3 separate regions of the Gossypium hirsutum genome follow, and all the other regions are linked to region 2. Evidence: chromatin contacts called from public Hi-C data. All regions are on one chromosome and are shown on one strand. The core of a region is the stretch at or near the end of the contact, and the rest is flanking DNA. Distances in the headings are between cores, read along the strand shown. Region 1 holds the start of LOC121214651. Region 2 holds the start of LOC107887012 (receptor-like protein 4). Region 3 has its middle 25 kb from the start of LOC121214650.

Region 1 (3,271 bases), core at 741-3,240, 230 kb before region 2:
AGAACTTAAAAACGACTTTTGAACCTTCAAAACTATCACACAACTTGAAAAGAATTGAGGGATTCAGAACTGAACATACTTGATATAGCTTGATCTCTGACTTCTCGAAACCTGGCATGAGAAGGGTTGCTGTTTTCTTTGCTGTGTCAAAAATTACCGATGAAACCTTCTGGCTTGCTGGCAAAGAAAGAAGACCCCTTGCACCCTCAACGCTATTGTTCATCATGATGGCATTCCAATCTTGAGGGGAATCCACTGCAAGATTCGGAATACAAGCAAAAGGCAAGGGGTACAAATTCTTCTTCAGATTTTCCACTGATTCAACATCCAAATGGGGGGTAGGAATGGCAAATGCACCACCCACCTGCGTATCAGCTTGGATTGCACAACCCCAGTAACGTAATGCTGAACTGATTGATATTGGAATGTTTGGATTCATCACAAGAAAGCACCCAAATTGATAAGATCCTGAAGATCCTCTCTGCACAACTTACAGCCTTTCAATCTCCTATAGCAAAAACTTGGTGAATGATAAAATGAAATCCATTCCGTGGTTACCTCAAGAATTCGTTCCAGACTGTCCCATATATCAGCACTGATTGTTCCAGTGAGTTGGGATGGGTTACCACTTATGCCCATAGCTTCATCTACCAGTCTCAGGAGTGAAGGACCAGCCAATCTCCCAAGGTCACTTTTCTCAGCCATGCTCCGCAGGTACTTCAAGTAGAGTCTGTGCAGAGTTAGAGGGGCTTGTGTACATACTTCATTTTAGGCAAGAAAGATAAATTGTTTTGTCTATTTCCAAACCTTGCTTTACTGCTTGCACCTGTCATTCTTAGGGTTTCTTCGGTGCTGATACCATCATATATGATAATGTCAAATTTATCGTTTTGATGGTTCTTCCGAGCCCGTTTCCCGAATAAACCCAGAAGCCTCACAAGTGCAAGTAGTGAAAAGATAGAATCCATCCCGGGAAGCACCCCAAGCTCTTCTCCAACAACCTAGTAGACTAATACATGTCAAAATCAACATTCATAGTGTGAAGTGCAAACACCTAAGGTAAAAAGGATGATGAGATATTACATACACACCCCTTCCAGAACTCCTTGTGTCAAATTAAGACGGCCATCTGCTTTCTTCAGCTCATTTAGAGGTTCAAGAAGCATCTGCAGTTTAACGAATAATCCATTCTCAGCGTAATTATAATAAACCCATTTGAAATAGATAGATGATGAAGCATGGAAAAGGAACATACTTTAGTGGTTTCCAGCCTAACAACAGAAAGGTTGCGGGTGCATAGGGTAGGAGAGGAGTCGATCTTACAATTGAGAAGACAGTCAGCAGTGCGATCCTGTCCTTGTAACACTAAGCATGTGCTGAGTCCAGCCATTGCATAATGCTAAGCAGCAGCAAAGAAAGGCATGAAACAAAGAGATTAGATGATGATATTTGGAAAAAGGGGCCATTTCTAATTAACCCTATCTATGAGCTTCAGCTTTCCTTTTCCGTTAATTGGTGACAAAGTGTAACTAGGAAGTAGTACCTGGGCAGCGAAAACAGAGGAGATGGTCTTGCCGGAGCCGCCTTTGCCTAAGAAGGTGATCAATCTTGGAGTGTTTGAAGAAGAATCAATGATGTCATCACCATTGTTGACAGAAAGTTGAGAGATTGTTCTTCGTGAGGGACTCCAAAGACTGGATTTGGACTTGGAATTGGAGAGAGGGAAGATAACAGGGGAAGACACAAGCCCAGAGGACATTTTTGTTTTTCAATTTTTAGACATACAACAAGCCTATGGCTTTATAGTTTACAAACAATTACAGACAGGAAATGGATTAATTAGCCGATCAAACAAAGTGTTCTTATGCCAGGCCGTGTTGGCCCAATCTGACAGATCCCATTCCCAGCACCGGCTAGATTACACCATACTTTTTCTCTACTAAATGCTATTCATATGTTCATATTTTAGTATTTAGAATAACAAACAAAAATATAGAAGGTATATTATGACATAAGTTCTCTAACCATCAAAGTATATTGAGATAAACTTCATTTTACTCCTACTAAAATTTGCTCAAAATTAATTCTTGTACTAAAAGTTATTCAAATAATGGCATCGCCATAATTTTCTGTTGAATTACTGATAATTTAAATAAAACATATCATGCCCGACTAATTTATCCATGCTCATAAAATTCTCAAATTATTCTAAAGAATTCACGCTTTTTGGAACTATTGTGTGGTTGAAAATTTATTCGTTCAATTTTGTACTTTTTAACTTAACACTTCAGCTTTCTTTACCATTTCATTAAACCATTTAGAAATGGTTTCTTTTAAATCCCAAATATTCTCTTCACTTGTCTGTCAAAAATTTGCATGACGTGAGGATATTGGCTTCCAACAATGGTGAGACCAGGCTCCAATATTCTTTCCTTTATTTTACTTCACCCAATTATACTCTGTTTTAGTTACCCGATTTTAAATCCTTTAACTTAGATGCTAACATTTGAATTCACTCCTGTTTTGGTAATTTGTCTTTAAATTAATAACGGAAATTTTTTTAATTGATATTATTGAGTATGACTCATATTTCAGTCAAATTTGAGAGATAATCTCTCAGTTGAACTCTATCTATTTGTTTCAGTCGATCTCTGATTAGTCTAGATTATTTTATTATTATTTGATCTACGAATTTATCCTATAAATAAGCTCTTTTATAACCTTAAAAAAGACACCCATTAAAAGAATTTTGTAGAATTTTGTATTTTGAGGGTTCTTTATTTTCGGGTTTCGGAGTTTAGTTTTTATCTCCATCTTTTATACTCTTTGTTTTTTCCATTATAGTAAAATTATCTTTGTCTGTGTTTTTTATCCTCTTTGGAGGGTTTTTCCACGTTAAATTTATGTGTTCGATTTCTCAATTTCTTTCGTTATTTTTTACTTGTTCATTGATTAATTGGGTCGATCTCCAACAAATGGTATTAGAACTAGTTCAATTTTTATAGATCAGCCTGTTTAGAGATGACAACAACAAGGTTTAACATTGAGAAGTTCGATGGTGTCACAAATTTCAATCTGTGGCAAGTTCGGATGATGACAATTCTAGTTTAGACTGGTCTAAAAGGTCGTTACTGGGAAAAAGCCTAAGACTCTAGATCAGACAGAATGGGAAGAGCTTGATGAAAAGGCCCTATCTGTAATCCAATTGTGTCTCGTGAATAGGGTATTGCAGGAGGTATTGATGGAGAAAACCTCATCCGTATTGTGGAAA
Region 2 (3,181 bases), core at 59-2,558:
GCCCTCCTTATTTTAATTAAGTAATAAACTCTAATTAGTTAAGTGATAATTAAGATACTTAGAATTCTAATTAAGTAATAACTCTATTTTAATTTAATAAACTATTCTCATTTAATAAACTCTAATTTAATAAACTCTATTTTGGTAATTTGATGAGAATAGTTTATTAAATTAAAATAGAGTTATTAAGTAATTTGACGAGAATAGTTTATTAAATTAAAATAGAATTATTACTTAATTAGAATTCTAAGTATCTTAATTATCACTTAACTAATATTAGATTTAATTAAAAAAATTAATAGAAATACCAGGCATGCTTTATTGAAAAGCCAGAAGTAATAATAAAACCGATCACCCATAAATGTAACCCAAATAGAAAAAATAAATTATAATTATAAGCTATTCTCATCAAATTTAGTAAATTTTTTAAATAAACTATTCTCATCAAATTACCAAAATAATATATAAAATGCGAATTAGTTTATACTTTTTTAAATAGCTTTACTTTAGGTAAAATATATTTACTTTAATAATAAAATAAAGGGGTTTTATGAGTAAAAATCATAGATTAAGAGCTTATTTAACTACAAAAATAGGTTGAGAGCTTGTTTATTAAATAAAAAAGTGAGTTAAAGGGGGAATAAAAAGAAAATAAACAAGCCACAGGTTTTTTTTTGCAAGTTTTTATTTTTTTGGCATATTTTAGTAAATAAAAAAATTATAATATTTTAGTTATTTTTTATTTTTTTATAATAATTTAATAAAAAATCTAAAAAGTGTTCACTTCGTAACAATAAATAAAAATGCTGACATATTGCGCGGATAACAATACCACTTACCACTTTTCATAAAACCAACTTTTCACTAACTAATTTTTCTTAAAATGCATCAAAGCCTTATTTTAGATAATATCTTATTTTCTTAATTCTGCATCGCACGGGTTAATTTTGAGTATTAATTAAAATATATTAATTTTTTTTAAATTAATATAAATAATTAATAGTAATTATTTTTAAATATTAAAATCAATTTAATTAAATATTGAAATATAAATAATTAGATAAAGAATAGTGATTTTACATTTTATTATTATTTAATATGAATTGAAATATATTTAAAGTAAATTATAAGAAAACAATTATTTAAATTATTTTCAAAAAGCTTTTACTTTTCCAATTTGAGGATTTAGCAAATTGATTTTATACTTTTTATTTATTTATAAAAACAATATTTTTAATTGGTATTATGTAAACAAATTGAGAAGTGTGAATTAATATTATATCCCACTAATCTCGCCCTCTTTTACTGTCTGACTTTATACTCCTACTTTATAGTGTCAATGTCCAAAATCAAATCCCCCATTTCCCATTTTGTTTCTCTCTCATTCCACCATGTCCTTCCTCGTCCTTTTCCTGCTCTCCTTGGCTCCCCTCTTCCACTCTTCCTCCCCTTTGCCCTACCCTTACAGTAAGCCACTCCCACCACCTTTTGTTTTTTTTTTCCCTACTCTCGCTCACTATCTGCTAACTGCTGCTATTTTATTTTGTTTTTCTTTTCTTTGCAGACACTAGCTTCCACATTGACTGCGGCAGTTCCACTCCTTCCACCGACTCCTACAACATCTCTTGGCTACCCGACAAATTCTTCACTGGCGGCTCCACCTCCGTGGTCTCCGAGCCCCTACATTTCCATCTTCAACACGAAAAGACTCTCCGTTACTTCCCACTCTCCTCCGGTAAGAAGAATTGCTACAATATCCCCCTTCCTGCTGGCCGTTACTACATCCGTACTTTTACCGTTTACGACAACTACGACGGCAAATCCCATTCCCCTTCCTTCGACGCTTCTGTCGAGGGCACTCTCGTCTTTTCCTGGCGCTCTCCTTGGCCCGAATCTCTCACTCGAGATGGCGCTTACTCCGATCTCTTTGCCTTCGTCAAAGACGGTCAACTCGATTTATGTTTTTACAGCATTGCCACTAACCCTCCCGTCATCGCTTCTCTCGAAGTCGTCCAGATCGACCCTTTGTCATATAACTCCGCCCAAACCGGCGACAGCTACATTCTAGTCAACTATGGGCGGCTCTCTCCCGGTTCATCACAATGGGGACCCGGTTTCACATCCGACCCGGACGCCTTCGGCCGCTCCTGGCAATCCGATTCCGATTACCGAGCAGGAAAGTCGGAATCCGCTAAAGTTATAACCACTAAAGAAAAAATAACCGGTACCGAGAAAGCGCCGAATTACTTTCCCATGAAATTGTACCAATCGGCGGTGACAATTGAGGGACGTCTGGAATACGAATTACCAGTGGATGCAAAGCTTGATTATTTGGTGTGGTTTCATTTTGCGGAGATCGATTCGACGGTTAAAAAGGCAGGGGAGAGAGTGTTCGATGTGCTGGTCAACGATAAGAATGTGAGTAGAGTGGATATATTGAAGGAAGTTGGGAGCTTTGCGGCCTACAGTTTAAATTATACGGAGAAGAATTTGAGCAGTTCTGTGTTGAATGTGAAGCTGTCGCCTGTGGCAGGGGCTCCGTTGATCTGTGGGCTTGAAAATTACGCCATGGTTCCAGCTGATTTGGCCACGGTTCCTGAACAAGGTAAAGATGCTGAATTTTTATTATTTATACGAACTTTTTAGTGATCTGCATGTTAAGCTGAAAGCTGCGTATGAGAGTTTGGTTGGTCCTTGAAATCATTAGCTTTCTATAGGAAAATTAGACTTTTTGGGTAGTTAATTTGATTAGGAATGGTGGTGGGTAGGATATGCGATTTTTTTTATTTATCTGAATCTGCAAATTTACCTAAAAGTCCGAACCTATTTATTTTCCGCAAATTAACCGAGAGTTAAATACATTTTATCTGTTGGATATCCGAATCTGAAAAAATCCAATTTCGAAATTTTCATTTTTTTTATATCCAAATCCACACATCTGAATTCAAATCTCCTAAAATTCTGAACTTATAATCTTATGTATATGAAGTCAAAATTATAAGCATTTTGTAACCAATGAATTTGGATATCGAAATCCACATCGGTTATCCAAATAAGTAATGCACCCTTGGATTATGGAAAACCAGGTATCTACCCAAATCTCTAGTGGATGGTAATTTTAAAATCTGAATCCGCCAAAAAGAAAACAGATCGGATATCCAAATAGCTTTCTATTTAACAT
Region 3 (3,387 bases), core at 517-3,016, 150 kb before region 2:
TTTTTTTTAATTATGGTTCAAGTTTTTTTTTATTTTAATTTTTAAATTTTCTTTTTCTTTTTTGATAATTGGGGAGAGGAATGGGGTTGGTTGGAATCGAATCCAAGCTCTTATGCTTATAACATAATAATCTTACCATTAGGTCAAGAGATGGTTGGAAATTTCTAATTTTTACTTTTTAATTAATGCTTTTAATTAAATTAATTCACGTTGTTTAAAGATTTTTTATTTTAATTTTTAATTAATGTTTTTAGTTAATAAATATGTTGTGTTCAAGTTTTTTAAATTTATTTTTAATTCATATTTTTAATTAATAACTCCTTTATTTATATAAACAAAATAATAAACATGTAATTATATAATTTAAAAAATATTTTTATATACCGTTATGTTAAATATATTTTATATTTTAAAAACATCAATTAATTTTTTTAACATATTTTTCTTGATTTATATTTTTTATGTCAAATATTTATTTTTTCTACCTACATTGTGGATATTGTAAATTCTAATATTATAAAATAATACAATTATTTCAAATATCATTTTTTTTCACCTACATTATGGGTATGAAAAATTATAATATTATTAAATCAATTAATTATTTCAAATATCATTATTTTTAGTACATATAATTTTTTTATGTGTAAAATAAATTAAAAACATCATTATTTGATTTTATAATATTAGAATTTACCATACCCACAATGTAGTTGGAAAAAATAAATATTTGACATTTAAAAGTATAAATAAAAATATATATTTAAAAAAGTAGTTGATGTTTTTAAAAATAAAATAAAATTTAACATAATGATATATATAATATATATTTTATTATATAATAAATATTTATTGTTTTATTTATATAAATGAATGAATTATTAATTAAAAATAAAATTAAAAAAACTTGAAAAAAACACATGTTTATTAACGAAAAACATTAATTAAAAATTAGAAGTTAAAATAAAAGAGCTTGAAACAAAATTAAAATAAAAAGATCAAAACAACATGAATAAAAAAAATTCAAAATGTTAAAGAGAGGAATTGAACTCGAGCTACAAGTATAAAAGCACCAATATTTAATCATATGATAAAAAACGCATCCTAGATAAAGCATTTTGCAAAAGCGTGTACCCATAGCTCGCTTTCATGCCACATTAGGAGAAACGACTTATTTCCCACATACTAAAAAAGTAGTCTATATCCCTATTTCTTTTTAAAAAGAAATCAACATATATCGATAATTTTCTCATAGTAGGGTTATGACACACCCTCGTAACCAATAAATTAAAGTAAAAAAAAAAAAAGGTTCAAAAGGCTTCCTTCACTCCCAATCCCAAAACTGACCCCAACCCAGCAATTTGTAGCATACCTCTTGCCTCTCGATGAAATCTATGGGTTAAGTTATATAGAGGTATCTGAAAGGGAAATCAAGATCAAAAGGTCTTCCCTTAGAAAACGCACGAGTCTTGTCTAAATTTGTGTATCGAAACCGCCTTTTGTCTTCATTGGTCAACATACTATTCGTCTCTTTAGATAAAGTGTGAGCAACAAAAATACCTTATCTTGTCACAATATTTAAGTATTTTAAAACCAACAGATTATTTATTTGTAAACAATGTAAATTTGAATCATAGATATCCTTACTCTTTTCTATTAAATAGAAAATATATCGTAAAGGAAATTGAAGTGGTAATGGGCTAAGTAGTCCATCTAGAGCTACAAACCCAAATGAATTTGGAGCAAGGCCTTTGAGAGTGAACTTAGAGCGACAAGGAATGTTGGGCTAGCCTTGGCATGGTTGATGCCTTCTACTCTGTCCTGTCCAATGGGATGGGTTGTAAATAAACCTATTTCATAGGCCCACTTAATAATTGGGGCTATTTGAACAAATATATTAAATTTAAAATATCATGTGCTCGACTCATTTTTAAGTTTATAAAATATTTATTTTGCCTTTTTAATGTAATTTATATCATATGAAATTAAATATTATATTATAATGTAAATATTAAAAATATATTAAACTATTTATATTAAAATTTTAATTAAAAACATATAAATAGTAAAAAAAATACATATATATATCACATAAAAATACAAATATATACTCTTAAAAATAAAAATATATATGATTGGGTCTAAATAACTTTAATTAGTCAATTTATAAATATGGATAAATTTAAATTTACTCACAATTTTAAATTTATATTTGGAACTAAATTAAACTTAAACAAACTTAAACAACTATATCTAATAATACATATATCCAAATACATGTCTTCTTATTTTTCAACAATCCATATTTGTAACAACGAAATACTATTGTTCCTCCCTCAAGTAATAAGACAAATTATTGGTTACAATATAGCTATGGTCTATATTCTCTATAAAGGACCAAAAATGTCTTGCTTATGTATCATTCGGAAATGCATTAACATAAGTACAGCAGTAAGAAAGGGTAATACAAAAGTGTGTAAACTATAAAACCGGGTCAAAGTGGATTGTCCCACACTAGCATTTCCATGTAATAACTCTACCAAAGTCGATCCTATTATCGAAATAGCTTTCGGAACACCTGTTACGATTTTGACTGCCCAATAACCAATTTGGTCTTGAAGTAAGGAATAACCTGTTACGCCAAAAGATGCGGTCAACACAGCCAGAACCACGCCTGTAACCCAAGTTAATTCGCGAGGTTTTTTAAAACCACCAGTGAGATAGACACGAAATACGTGCAGGATCATCATTAAGACCATCATATTTGCCGACCATCGATAAACTGATCGGATTAACCAACCAAAGTTATTATGTATTGAACAGAAGCAAAAGCCTCAGTAACGGTTGGACGATAGTAAAAAGTCATAGCAAATCCTGTAGCTACTTGTACCAAAAAAAAGTAAGCGTAATTCCTCCTAGATAGTAAAATATGTTAGCATGAGGAGGAACGTATTTACTAGTTATATCATCTGCAACTGCCTGAACTTCGAGGCACTCTTCGAACCAATCATAGACTTTATTGAGATAAATATACTAAAAGGACCCCCCTCCCCCGAGAACCGTATATGATAATTTCATCTCATACAGCTCAAACAAGAACACCCAAGTAATAGCTGAAACGGATATGGAATAGAAAGTTTGAAACTTCTCAATCTTTTCATTCAATTTTATCTGAAGACACAAAAGAGTGAAAATCCGAAAGCTCTTTTTTGTAGTTGTAATTATAATTCCAAAAAATCAAGTTGACGCAGTCGTCTTTATGTTGATCGTTACAGGCCTCTTGAATATTTTATTTACCTACTTATTTCTTTTTCTTTGCTTTGATTTGTTCTTGTATGAAATGTGGCTTTATTCTTGTTTTCTTTCTTTTTGATAGGAATTCTCTTG

Evidence for each region. Hi-C and Micro-C count contacts between places; a contact is called where the count stands out from the background.
Region 1: a contact with region 2 is called in a Hi-C map of leaf, with 2.3 times the contacts expected there. The contact joins the promoter of LOC121214651 here to the promoter of LOC107887012 in region 2. A contact is called at or near these places in 6 of 34 Hi-C or Micro-C datasets (callus, hypocotyl and leaf).
Region 3: a contact with region 2 is called in a Hi-C map of leaf, with 3 times the contacts expected there. The contact joins the enhancer-like site here to the promoter of LOC107887012 in region 2. A contact is called at or near these places in 2 of 34 Hi-C or Micro-C datasets (callus and leaf).

The regions. Positions count from the first base shown.
Region 1 is chrD02:39,173,106-39,176,376 of Gossypium_hirsutum_v2.1, reverse strand. LOC121214651 reads right to left here and starts at 1,990. Exons shown (of 7, transcript XM_041088539.1): 1 at 1,544-1,990; 2 at 1,256-1,399; 3 at 1,092-1,166; 4 at 808-1,001; 5 at 559-730; 6 at 80-481. The coding sequence starts at 1,759.
Region 2 is chrD02:38,940,640-38,943,820 of Gossypium_hirsutum_v2.1, reverse strand. LOC107887012 (receptor-like protein 4) reads left to right here and starts at 1,308. Exons shown (of 9, transcript XM_041088536.1): 1 at 1,308-1,467; 2 at 1,565-2,605. The coding sequence starts at 1,392.
Region 3 is chrD02:39,090,995-39,094,381 of Gossypium_hirsutum_v2.1, reverse strand. No RefSeq gene overlaps it. Among protein-coding and RNA genes, the nearest start is that of LOC121214650, 25 kb to the left of the region's middle. Within about 2 kb of position 1,766, at least 5 of the 9 cell types and tissues checked have an H3K27ac peak or open chromatin away from gene starts, as enhancers often do. A contact at or near this core is called in leaf, where this site is marked.